2 separate regions of the Pan troglodytes genome follow, and region 1 is linked to region 2. The links are chromatin contacts, called in public HiChIP or PLAC-seq maps. All regions are on one chromosome and are shown on one strand. Each heading gives the region's core, a stretch centred on a gene start, on an enhancer-like site or on the middle of the called end of the contact. The rest is flanking DNA. Distances are from core to core; before and after follow the strand shown.

What was found. HiChIP or PLAC-seq counts read pairs in DNA pulled down with a chosen protein or histone mark.
Region 1: an H3K4me3 HiChIP or PLAC-seq map of stem cell-derived excitatory neurons shows a contact between it and region 2, with 2.7 times the contacts expected there. The contact joins the promoter of TSPAN19 here to the promoter of SLC6A15 in region 2. A contact is called at or near these places in 1 of 7 Hi-C or Micro-C datasets (stem cell-derived neural progenitor cells) and 1 of 1 datasets of contacts at active chromatin or transcription factors (stem cell-derived excitatory neurons).

What each region holds. Positions count from the first base shown.
Region 1 is chr10:91,845,358-91,852,195 of NHGRI_mPanTro3-v2.0_pri, reverse strand. TSPAN19 (tetraspanin 19) reads left to right here and starts at 3,429. Exons shown (of 9, transcript XM_016923933.3): 1 at 3,429-3,502. It overlaps LRRIQ1 (leucine rich repeats and IQ motif containing 1), which reads right to left and starts at 3,404. Exons shown (of 25, transcript XM_016923931.4): 1 at 3,299-3,404; 2 at 1,401-1,536. The coding sequence starts at 1,532.
Region 2 is chr10:91,722,898-91,729,633 of NHGRI_mPanTro3-v2.0_pri, reverse strand. It overlaps SLC6A15 (solute carrier family 6 member 15), which reads left to right and starts at 3,781. Exons shown (of 12, transcript XM_016923927.3): 1 at 3,781-4,089. LOC107967592 (a long non-coding RNA gene) reads right to left here and starts at 3,757. Exons shown (of 6, transcript XR_010148093.1): 1 at 3,708-3,757; 2 at 1,748-1,853.

The DNA.
Region 1 (6,838 bases), core at 2,180-4,679, 120 kb before region 2:
TTTATTTAACTAAAAACAAATATTGTCTGCCATACTGGGTTTTCATGTGTTGAATTTAGGATTTACAGCCAGCTTTATTTTCTCTATCCTAACTAATGGAATTCAGTGTTTAGTTTTGAGAATGAACATTAGAAGATAATGAGAAAATATTACCTTTCTTTTAGTACTACAGAAAAGCATGTAAAATTATATGTCATAAAATGAGTCCTGATAAAGTAGTGTATTAAAAATAGTGACAAAAATATCAATTCTACTTTTCTGACATCTGTCCTGCATTGAGATTTCTATTTCTTGTTTAACTAAGAAATAGAATTCTAAGCTACCTGGATTGTAGAGATTGTTGTTATGCCTTGGGAAATATAGTTCATAATCTGTAAATCCTTAGTTAATAATTTTTTCCCCTGGTAATAATACTTACATTGATTCTAAGTGATATAAATAATAGTGAGGTATCTTAATTGAAACAGAAGGGCTTTAAAATTTTCTTCTTCCTTTATATAAAAAGGTATAATAAAATATAAAACAATCCATTATTCTGTTGGATTTCATACTCAAATAAAGAATTTCAGATTTTTTTGTCTCATTTAAATGAGCTCTGGATAAAAGACATAATAATGTAACAATGTTAATTTTTCTAAATGCAATAGGTAGGTTTAGTGCAATCCTAATAAAATAACAAAGTTCTCAAATCTTTAAAAAATTTTCTTTTTCAAAAAAAGCTTAGTTAAGATTTTCAAATGATAAAAAGATGTGAAGAATTTGGTCCACTCAATATTTACAAATATACAACAGCAGGAAAATAATGAATAAAGTAATGGAAAAGAACAGACAGCCTCGGATAGATCATATGTACAATAACTATCAGTAAGACATATGATAAATCAATTGAGAAAAATTAGATTATTAAACAAGAGACACTGGAAATATTAGCTCAATATGTGCAGGAGATTTTCAAATTAGTTCTACATTTCATAACATTCCTGAAAATAAATTCCAGTTGGATTAAGGATATTGGTATAAATGAATAAATCTATGAATAAACTCTGAAGCATATAAACATTGGTAAATATACACAAATAAAAGGATAATTTGTTTTATTTCCAAAAGTAACCATTTTGATATGTCAAAAGATTTCATATACATTTTTCTTCCCATGTAATTTAATCATGCTAAAATGTTCACAAGTAAAAACAAAAATCAGGATATAAATATATATAATGATAATCACAATTTTACGAAGATGTATAGGTGACTATATATATTCAATATAATTTATATTTATATAAATTGTTTATAACAATGCTGCTAAAAATGAGAAGTACATAAAAACATCCTGAGAAACGTAATATTTCTCCTGAAAAGCCTACTCCTGCTAAAAGGCTCAAAAGTGCAATACTCACTGTATCACTGTCATCACTCTGGGTTTCTGATTTTGCATCACTCTCAATGTCTTCTTTTTCCAAGGAGGAAATGCTGAGTTTATCCAATTCAGCTTCTATTTCTGCTTTGAGCTTTGCATCATCATCGTCCATTATTCTTCATAATAAAGCACAGAACTGCTTTTAAAAATGAAGAGGCTAATATGTCACTAAAAATTATGTGTTCTCTAATTTGTCATACCAATCCAACATATTTATTTAAACATGTTTTAATTTAACAAACTTTTATCACACCTTATTATGGTTACACCAAACATTGTTTTATCTCTTCATTCTTTTTAAACTTTGACTACAAAATGATCAACTGTAATTGTACGCTAATACTCTTATTGATTTATATGTTTATATAATTGTACTATATATAATAAAGATCAGAATTGTTTATAAAATTTTTGTTTCAGTTATTAATACATATAAATGTAGGTATGTATGCATGAGTTGCAATGTAATATGTGTTGTTGTTAATGTTCTGTTTTTTATTTTTCACTGTTGGTCTTAGTCCCAAAAAAGGTTTGAAAATGTACTAGTCAGCTATCACTTTATTTTTCATGACACTAGTTTAAACTTTTCTTTCTTTACTCAAGGGCCTGACCTTTCCACCTGTCTTCTTGTTCTTTTCTTCATTCCTTCTTTCCATCCTCTTTCCCTTTTGTTAATTCCTCCTTTCACTCTACTCAATCATCTCAAAATCAGTTCTACCCATAACTTCCACCCTCACTCACTCACTCAAAAATAAAATAAAAAAAAGGAAAAGAAAGAAAAGAAAAGAAAAACAAAGTGAAATGGAACTCCAGACAGAACCAGGGCAAAATATTATCCTGTAATGGAACTCAAAGTGCATGTAAAAAGCTTTATTAGAAGGAAAGCTAGATTTTTTTTTTATGCCTACAAAGCAAAATGCACGGGTATACTAAACTTTATATAGAAAGAGAGGCAGGAGAGTATGGTGGAGGTAAGTGTCATTTCCTTTACATGACTTTCTCTGTTCATCTACTGGCTCATTAGATCACCCCTGTCCAATTACATATTTGAGCACTTACGCAAGTTTAAATTTTCTATTAGCAACGTTTTAAAAACAAAAGAGAATCAAGTGCAATTAATTTTTATAATATATTTTATTTAACCCAATATATCCAAAATATTTCAACGTGTAATAACAAAATTAATTATTAATATCATTGCAAAGAGTTTATATTCTTTCTTTGGACAGTAATTCTTAGAAATCTGTTGTGTGTTTTACACCTGCAGCACATCTCAGTTAGGATTAGCTGCATTTCAAGTCCTCAGTAGCCACCTGCAGTTAGTGGTTACTGTATATGACGTGCAGTCACGGATGGGTCTCACTGTAAATGGGCTACATTAAAGTCCTCTAAGTTGATAACGAATCACTTGGAGTTCACTAAAGCTGTCAAAAGTAGAAAAGCTTAAGGAACTCCCCCTTCAACCCCTGTAAAGAAAGGGGAGAGAAATCTACTTTATAAGGTTCATATAAATTATATATTACCAAAAAAAAAAAAAAAAAGAAACAGAGACAGAAAAGGAAAGGGTGCAAAGGAGGGCGACAAGAAGGGAAGGAAGGAAGGAAAATAATGTCAATTGGTTTGTGGGGAGCGGTGAGTGAGTAACCATCGAATGATCCCTACATAGCCAAGACATCTCGTTAAGTGTTGAATGAGTTCTCGAAATCTCCAGGGTGGAAGGGAGCCTCGAGCTTCGCAGAGTCGCACAGCCATCCCCCGACCCGCGGTCTCTCCCTTTCCTGGAAGTCTGGCCAGGCAGAGAGAGTCCCGGCTCGGCCTGAGCTCCCACAGCTGTTCACCTCCCTCAACAGGAATCCCAGCCTTAAGGCCCCGGCTCACCCCTCAGCAGCGAGATTCCTTGGCTTTGTTGTAAGACAGCGCCCATAGCCGCTACACAAAGCGTATCCATGGCAACGGCCAATCACAAGGAAGAGAGACCGGTTTTTCCCTACAGGTGCTCTAGAAGGACAAACAATCTCGATTCTAAATTGAAACGAACGCAGCATTTCAGGGACTGGATGAGGAGCTTACGGTTTTTTACAGGTAGATTTTAATATTTAAGTAACTTTGGAAAATACTTAATAAAATGAAATTTTGTTATAATTACCCAAGTAGATGTAATCTCACTTTTAAATTGTTTAAATTGTTTCTGAGCTACATATATTTATATTTCCATCTGGTGATTTGACCATGTATAAGGTGTTCATTCCACAAACCCTTAATCCTGAACAGTGATTTGTGGGACCTAGAAGTATGGAAGAGAAGTCAATAAGTTGTTTGCCTTCCATGACAACAGTTTTTTAAAAAAGAAAAGAAAAGAAAAAAGAAAAAAATCATCAATCAATGCCCATCAAAAACCTCTAACTGAAGGGATGTGGGTGAGAAATTTGAAAAATTATTTTCTGGAGTTATTTTACTGTAAAAATATTGTCACACAGTATTTCAATATAAAACCTTAATTTCTAAGTTTATGTCATGCTATTTAATTTTAACTTAATTTATTAAGTTTTTTGTGGAGCAAATACATAGGGTACAAAATAATATTTTAATTAATAACATTTTTTACTTTAATTTTCTTTTAAAGTTTGCAAATAAGGCATTAAATTCTAAAAGGAAGTAGCCATAATTGTAAAAGGTATCTGCTATAAAATAAGCTAAAAGCAAATATTTCATTGAGCCTCTGGAAAAAAAAATAGACTACATTTCCTGGTAACAATAAACTTGAATTGCATCAACATAAGAACTAATAATATAAAGTGAGACGTTAATAGATTTCTCATATTAAAAGCACACATGTTAGTTTCCTTTTCAGGAAAGATGATTTTAAAAAATAAACTACACTTGGTTTCAGGTCTAATTAAATTCAGAGTATTTTCATTATCAAAGTCCATGCTCAAATGGAATTTGTTCTTTTTTTTAAGTTTGGTTTTATTGCTGATTTATAGACTATTGAAATTATCTATTTTTTATTGTTTTTTTAGAGACAGGGTCTCCCTCTGTTGCCCAGGCTGGAGTGCAGTGGTACAATTATTGCTCACTGTAGCCTCCAACTCTTGTACTCAAGTAATCCTCCCGCCTTGGCCTCCCAAAGCACTGGGATTATAGGTATGAGCTACTGTGTTCGAACCTCAAACTCTTCATTTAAAATAGACTTTCATATTGTGTTGAAGTTCACATGTAAGAATCTTAAGATTAGTTTTATTTTTGATTGTGAAACTATCCAGACTTCTAAAATTTATAAATCCTTTAATAATTTCAAAATTAATTTTGAATAACTAGTTTTCATAATCAAATAATTTTGGAAATAATGCCTTAGTTCCTTTCCTTCTCAAAGCTTACTTTGTCAAATATTGACAGCAAAAAAGAAAAACACTGAAAGATTTTCTGAAGATAAATTAATTCATGGTGATAGATCTCCTATATTGTCATGCGATTTTTTACTTTGGAAGAAAGGACAACTTTATCAATTAGTCATAATTTCGCTAGAATATTACTAATCAAAAATAAAAGGCAGCAGTTATCTAATACATTTGTAGATTATAAGTAAATTTAACTTGACACTGTTGTTTATCAACCATGTAGTATTTAGCAGAAGTCCATTTTAATTGCATTATTCCTAGAAACGGTAACTTCAGATTGAGTATGTTGGTTTGCCTATGACTGAGTAGACTTTTGTTTCTTTTGAACATGTTAACTTCATTTCATTTAAATTTTAAAAACAATTTGTAGGTGTGGTTGATTTATAGCATATTGGCTTAACAATGCATATTTCCTTTAGAGAGTACATAATAAATATTTATTGAGAGAATGAAAGAATGAGAGATAACTGTTTGTTCTTTGTTATCTGACAAGACTAATATTCCTTTGAAAATGTGTTGTAGTGAAATCATTTTAGTTTAAGAGCATTTTTCAACAACTGCTTTATTCTTCATATGGCAGTGATATAATTTAAATATCCCATAATATCATTGTTGTGTTCAAAATAGTTTCATAGCAGGTATTTCTTTGTTTCATTTTCTTGAGGCACGGTAATTATTGAGTAAAAGTAATTTACTATGTAGCTCATAGTACCACATATTGTATTCTTAGGCCTCTCATTCTCTTGTTCCACTTAAAGTGTGTCTCAAGCCTTCAGATTCTCTAACTCTCTTTGTGCTCCCTCCAAGCTGCTGTCATGACCAACCACTTCACAGAAAAATGAGAATTTATGACTTTCCCACAGTTTCCATCCCATTCCCCATTCTCACATGCATGACTCTTGTATAATCTTAATATTTCTATACTGAGATATGATATAACGAGATTCTAGCCTTATGATATAACGAGATAACTAACATCTAGCCAGGCACTGGGCTAAGAGCTTTACAAACATAATCTCATCTAATTTTCACAACATCTCTTTGAGGCGTGTACTATTACAATCTGCATTTACAGATGATGACACTGGCGCTAGGGAAAGTTATTGAGAGGGTGGTTTATATCTATGGAGTTAAATCTCATCTCTGCCATTTATTAACTAAGTGACCTTTGGCAAGTAATTTTGCCTTGCTGAGTCTTTCTCTCCTCATTGATGATATTGGGGATAATAGCATTTGCAAAATATCGATGATAAAGGGAATCAATTTAAATGAGACAATGTAGAATATGAGATAATGTTCAAAGTTTAATTACATCATTTCTACAGACTACATTCCATCTTTGATTCTTTGGTTATCCCAATGCTGGCAATTCTACTTCCTACTACATCTCTCATATTGTGATACTGTTTCCATTCCCACAGCCATTTATAAATTATCCCCCTATCTTAAGTGTCTTTTCTAATTTGGCTTCCACATTGAGGCCAGAATTATGACTCCCTATTACCTTCAGGAAAAAAAAATCTTTAGTAAAGCATATAAGATTTGTCACAATCTTTACGAAGTCTGCTTCTTTAGCTTATCTTTCATCTCTTGCCACTCTGATCCATGCCTCCTTACACCTCATTGTAAAGCTTCTGAGCATAGTGTTCCCTCTGTCTTGAATATTTCCTATCTCTCTCCCATTTTTATCTAACTAGGACCTTCTTAATCTTCCTTCAAGAATCATCTCAAAATCATCTTCTCTATGAAACTTTCCTGTTTCCTTTATTTCCTGTCCCCACCTCAACACATAATTCAGAGTCAGCCACAGGTTTTAATATTTGACTCCTTGACGTTCTCTTACTTGTTCATTTGTGTGTTCCCATCTCTTGGAACTTAGAATATAAAAACAATAACAAGAAGCAATTAGAGTTTATTAAACTAGTGCAAAATAATACCTATGAATAGATTAATTATTGTAAGTTGTCCATTCCTATAGCATCTCTGCTGTTGAGCTTTCAACATCAATTAACTAATCAGG
Region 2 (6,736 bases), core at 2,532-5,031:
CTGGAACTTACTCCTATCTCCTTATATCTACAAGGCTAACTCCTGCAAATCCTTTGTGTCCTTGCACCAGTAAAATCTCAATGAGACCTACCCTGACCACTCTATTTAAAATCTAACTCTACCCTCTTTCCTGGGACCCTCCTCAAAGTCAGGCGAACATAAACACAGGGGTCTTAACTTTTCACCATGTACAAGTTCATAGATTGAAATGTATTCAATGAGCAAGTATCACTTTTGTATTCAAATTATATTTTAGAAGTACGTATAAAAATCATGGAGCCTATAGAATCTGTATATATCAATGAGATTGTGCAGCAAATAAAAGGCACCTCATATACTTTATACAAAACAAATACCACTAAATATTTTGGTTTCGGACATTTAAGTAGCTATATAGACTAATGCTGAGCATAGTACCTGACACACATAAAATGTTTTAGAGACATAGTTTGCTATTATATTATAATAAAAGGGCAACTTAAAAACTTAGTGGTTATAATCAGTTTACAGAGGTAGGGGATGCATTTCTCTGTCAAAAAAATGACAGCTTGTGTTGGTATTTTTACTCGCCAGGGCCATTTAGGCTTTATCTTCAAAGTGCAGAAACAGTAAAATTCAATCATTTCCTACATTGTCTTGATTGCTTTACTATCTTAGTCAATTACTTAAAAAATTGATTTGATTACTCTGACATTTGCCAATTCAGTTAACCCATCCTCTACCCATTGAGAAATCAGAGAACCTACTTTCCTTGCATCTACCTCTCAGTTCTTATCAGTAGTATGAACAGAACAGAATATTCAGTGGATATTTTGGGCTTGTGCAGACTTTGTTTTCATAAAAATTTGGAGACCATATATCAAATGACATTTGGCATGGAGGACATTAGAATAAAAAGTTTTATTAAAATGCAAAAAAAAAATCCTCACAATATACTCTACTGCCCATATAGCAATATAAGCAAATGAATTAATGTAATCTTAGGATGTGAATTGATTTCAATGTTTTTCTTTAGTATTGTAGTTTTAAAATCATCTTTTAGTAAATGTCTGAATTATTTTTCTGAACTCTAGTGCTACATCTTTGGAAGTTTTTACATAATATTGTTATTCTAAAGGATTTGGTTTAAGAAATAAGGTAGAAAGGCTTGGTGAGTCAGATTCCTTCTCTCCTCTAGTCAAAGAGAATACTCTTTTCCTTCATGTGATCTTTTATCAAATTTTAAAAATAGCAAGTGTAATATTAATTGATTAAAAGTAGGTATCAATTTCAGAAAGTGATTTAGATAGGGCAGGTTTTTATTTTTACAATATCTAACAGATGCCTTTTGACGGTATGACCTTGGACAATCGAAGCTTCAGTTTCTTTTCTGGCAATGTTTTGTAAAAACTAGACCTACATCACAGGCTTGGTGTAAGAATTAAGAAGTATATATTCATAAAATATAGAAATTATTCTGTACATTTCAAAGACACATAGTTAACATTAATCAATCCTTGTTAATATTATTAAATACAGTGTGGCTGGAAGCACTAGTCTCCCTTAACTTGTAGTTAATTCTTCCAAGTTCTGTTTTTTTCCTTTCTGTGTGCTGCCTCTTCCTCCCACACCAATCCCATGTTGGCCATTTTGCCCTATGGTGACAGAGAAAGAACTCTGTAATCATTAGCCTAAAAGATATTAGCAATTGAATTTTAAATCTTTGAAGACTCATTGTTGTTAAATTTTAAAAATGAATACATTTTACCTTTGGCTAGGGTTCCCAGACTCTCCTTTTGAGGTCTCTCCATTCTTCATCTATTTATTGTTTTCAAAGATGCCTACCACTTGTGTTGAGATTCCACCCTTTCCTCCTGTTAAAAATATATAATTTGTTAAAGGGTTACAGGATAGTATAAAAGCACATGAAGTTTGAGGCCAGCAGATCTGAATTTATTTCTCCATTCTGTCATTGAACAAGTTTTCTGACTTTTTGCAATTTTTTTTTGAGTATCACCTCTCTCTAATCTCTAAATTAGGAAAAATCACCTCATTAATTAGTTGAGAGGATTAAATAAGATATTATTAAGCCCCAGGTACTTAGAGGGAAGCTTAAAACAATAGTTGCTTTCTCCTACTTCTCTTCATTGGCATTGAGACATAAATTAGTATCAGTCATTATGGAGGGCATCGCACTACAAATATTTTGTGACCTATGCATATGTATTGGAATTAGGTATCAGACACTAGTGAAAAAGCGTGGGAGAGAAATAATTTTCGTACTTCTTGGTACTACCGTAAACGATTTCTGCCAGCATATGGATAACTTTGTTTCCCACAGATAATCCTAATCCTGATCATGGTGGACACAGCTCTCCTTATTTTCCTAAAATTTTCTCAGTTGTTACTGATAATGTTGGTACTGTATTTCAGTTTCTTTATATATCAACATTAAATATTTGCCTGTCACCAAAATGTGAAGTAAAAAGCAAAAAAAGTCCTATAAAAGGTTTATTTTGACTGTTTTTATTTTTTCACGCGGTGCATCTATCAAAGAGCATTTATTTACTCATGGCAGGGGAGGGGTATCAGGGAATCAAATCTAATTTAATTTCTTAACTTTTAATTTTTCAAAGTTGGGATTGGAAGAGAGGCTGAGAAAAAGCTCTCTTGGCTGTTTTAAAAGCTAAGGATTAGTAGCAATGTTCTGACCTGAAATTTAGGTCTTGTGATTTCTTTCCAAGAGATTTTTCACTGCATGAAAAACCTGTTTGCAATGGCCTTTTTAATTTAATTCAATCTTAATTGGATACGAACCGTAAAAATCTAAGGGATTGTTAAAAGGCCTAAAAGTGCACAAAAGTATTTTTAAAGAGTAATATTAATAATCTGCAAGTGAAAAATGTACTTTGCTAAGTTACTGAACCTTTCTACCTAGGTTCTAGGTTCATTTTGTATTTCTTTCAAATTTTGAACGTTTCAAGGACGGAAAATTTCATCCTTAGAGCATATGCACTGTTTAGGGGACGGTTCAGCCATTTTCAAAAGGAGGCTAAGCTTTGTGTTCAGAGGTGTATATTTTAGGAATTCTCCACGTGGCTTAATTACGAGCATGCCTCGATTGTTAGCAGAGGTAAGTCAGGCTTCATCTTGTAATGAGACCCCTTGGAAAAAAGTCTGCTGCTGAGGCACCAACACAGGGTGGGTGAGGGCCAGCTTTCTAAAACGGCCTTTCATAACCTGGCGAGAATCACTGAGCGCTATGAGGCCATCGCCTGACGGAGGAGCCAATGCCCAGAGGCTTTTTCTTTCGCAAGAGATGTAAATGGCCTGCTTGGGGGGATAGGTAGGGAAAAGGGTTCTTTGGGTCACCCATTTTTTCTAGTCCCATTACTGACTCTTTGAGAATATTCAGATGGCGCCAGGTAGCACCATGCCTATTATTATTCTCACTGAGACAAAAGTCAGCGGCGGGTAACTGGTGTCCATTCTTCCGCTTGAATGGGTTGGAGAAAGACGGGATGGCTGGAGGAATTTGTTTTGTTTTGCTTTGGAGCGGGCTTCCTCAGTTGCATCCTGCCTCGGGCGGGCACAGCCCCGGGCTCTGGGAAGACGCCGCTCGGCAGCCGCAGTGGCCGCTGCATCATTGGGTTTTGGGGCAGGGAGGTGCGGAGCCCAGCCTGCGCTCCTGGCTACCCCTCCGCGCCCCGCCGCCGCCCACAGCCTACCCTTCTCCTCTGCAGCCGGTAGGCGGCCGTAACACGGGCGGGCCGAGCACGTGGGCGCCTCCGTCACACCCTCACACATACACACACGCGCGCGCGCACACACACATACGCATGTACACGCGCACCCGCACCCGCGCGCCTGTATCCCGTGCTGTTTCCCTGGCAGACACACAGGCGCTCACGAGTCTCTCCTTGCCAGCCTGCAGGGCGGCGACCCCCAAAACCCAGCTCCGGGTCCCAACCTAGGCAAGAAGCTGCTTCTCTGCCAACAGCTCCTCTTCGGCCTCCGTCACAGCCACCTGGACCCTACCCTTTCGCGACTGCTGCTGCTGCTGCCCGGACGTGGAAGCAGCAAGAGGCGCTTGGTCAAGACACACTGACGGTAATGGCAAGGGCCTACGCTAAGGGCACAACTGGGGGTGAGGTGGGGCTCGCCATTAGCCACCCAGGAGCCTGGGCACCAGCACCGGGAACGAATTGATGGATGGATGCCGGGAAGGACTCGCTGCGTCCTGTGGTGGAAGGAGGGAGGGCAGCTCAAAAGCCCTGGGAGGGAGAAGCTGGGCTGGGCGGGCAACCTTCTAACTCTGCATCTCTGTACAATCAGGGTGGGGGGCGACAGGCTGCACATGTAAGGGGAAGCACATGGGTTGAAACGTGCCGCCATCCTTTCTTCCCGTCGTGGAAATTGCCCACAGCATCCCCAGAGACCTACTCGTTTCCAAGCCAAGTCGGGGTTGGTTGAAGGGTGGGGTCCAACACGGGAAAGTCCAAGAGGGAAGTTGGGAGGGTTGGGGCAGAGAGAGACGCGAGGTGAATTGGAAGCTAAACCTCGTGCAGGTGGGCGATGGGGCGGGGAGAGCAGAGAGCTTTATTCCTCATTCGCTTCCGTTCGCTTTAGCAAAGGCAGAAGGCGACTACCGAGGACAGAGTGTTTTCACGTGACCACAGTTCCCTTTTGCTTGAGGTATCCTGTGATAAATGGCCCGAAAGGGGGCCTTTCGCCGTACGAAAGGCACGTGGCTGCTGGAGAAATCACGGCTCCTGTGTTTCTGCGCATCCTGGAATTTGAGAGTGTGGCGGTGAGGGTGGTGCTGCTGGGACTGTAAGAAGATGGGAAGCAGTTAGAAACCCAGATCGTTTCTACCTTTCTTTCACTAGGCTGGTCTGTGTGTGACTGGGAAGAAGATGGTATTGAGTACAGGGAAAACCTTGCACTCTAACGTAGCGCACCAATCGGATACATAAGAATGAATCAAGACTCCCGAGGCGTTCGGGAACAGGCATGACCCACCCAGTGGCACAGGCTGCGGGAACGGGAATTATTTTTCCTGAGCTGAGAAGCAGCTTTTGATGTACGTTTTAGGAAGCAAAGCCCCCAGGCTCGCGCTCTCCAGCGTCCCGCTTTCCCTTTCCATCCTCCTCGCTAGCTGGGAAAGGCTGGAGTAAGACGGGGCGGGGTCCGGACTCCGGCGCAGTGACGTAAGCAGTGTTTGGGTGCTTATGCAAATGAGTCTGCGACGGTTTCTTCTGGTCTTGCCGTTTTCCCCTCCAGATCTTATAGGTAGACCCAATCTTAGTCTGCACCATCCTTGCGGTTCACTACTTAAGACGTATGGGAGAAATGAAGGATTTGCTTTATATGCTGCTCTGGGGCTCCTCATCGCCCATGCTGTAAAAGCTATTTTCTACCTGTCAATGCCTGATTGCTTTTCCGCGATGCCAGCAACAAAGTGTTTGTTTTGAGGAGTTATTATCTGCAGACACAACCCCAACAAGCCCCTCACCCACCCAACCTCATTTCTGCAATATCATTGCTGAAACACAGACCTATTTATGTCTTAGGTGCCCAGTAGCGGGCTTGACTTGTACGTTCTTAATAAACACTTAATGATGGACTAAATCTTCTTTGAACAGTGTTAGGTTTTGAAGGGAAGGGTTAAAGAAACACACACACACACACACACACACACACACACACACACACACACACGAAGAGGGCGGCTCTGTCCAGCATAAAACCTATAGAAGTGGAGGACCAGCCTAATGCGGGAGCCCGCAGCCGCTTACAGGCTGGAGCAATTTATAGGTATGGGCAGAAGGGGTCTGAGCAGTATGGCTTGCTGCTCCGCGGGATATTAATAAGATGCTTCCATGAAGAGGCGGTTCTGGCTCTTGTTCCGGCGCGATGTCGTTCTGGTGTTCAGGGTGTTCCTTGGACCTTTGTCCAGCAAGATATGATAGGGATGTCTCTTTAGTTGGGCCTTTGTCCAACTCGTGGTCAGTTGGTTAGACGGGATGTTTCTCACAGCTCGAACCCCTGTGAAATGTTTCGCTTTCACCAAGGTCTGCAAAATAGCAGGGAGCTTACAACATGGTGCAGTTTGGACTAACAAACAGTATGTATTTTTTTCTCTCATATTAAATTCAAGATATTTGACCATCAAATCAGGCGATTTTATTTTTATGTGTTGTTGCCTTTTCTATGGAATCATCAATGATCCATGTGTATTTGTTGTAGTAAAACATATCCCAACAAATTTAAAATGGAATTTATTAACCATTTTTCTCTAAATAAAGCTTTCAGTTTGTGTTTTTTTTTAGGATGACAGGAATTAATAGGATTTTTAAAGAAAGATAATATTTTACTGTTGATAAGCTTTTCTTTTTTCTGATTGCACATTATATAGTTGATTGAAAACTTATTTTATAATTCTAATGTAGTTAACTCAAGATGTAGTATTTTAATCGAATTAAGAAAGGTATTTTTATATGTTTCTAGGAGATCAGTACTCTATCACTGAATAAATATGAAATAATGCAGAATCTTAAAACTGGATAACAGTTATGAGAGATGCCAATAATCAGATGAGATGCCTTCCTTTTCACCTACTGAAACATTTAAAATAAGTCAGAATAGTTACTAAACTCTAAAGTCCATATTCATAGTTATTACCTTACCCAGTGATCATAGTTGAAATTGTAAATATGCTTCTCTTGTCATAAAATATAATTTGTATATGAATAGG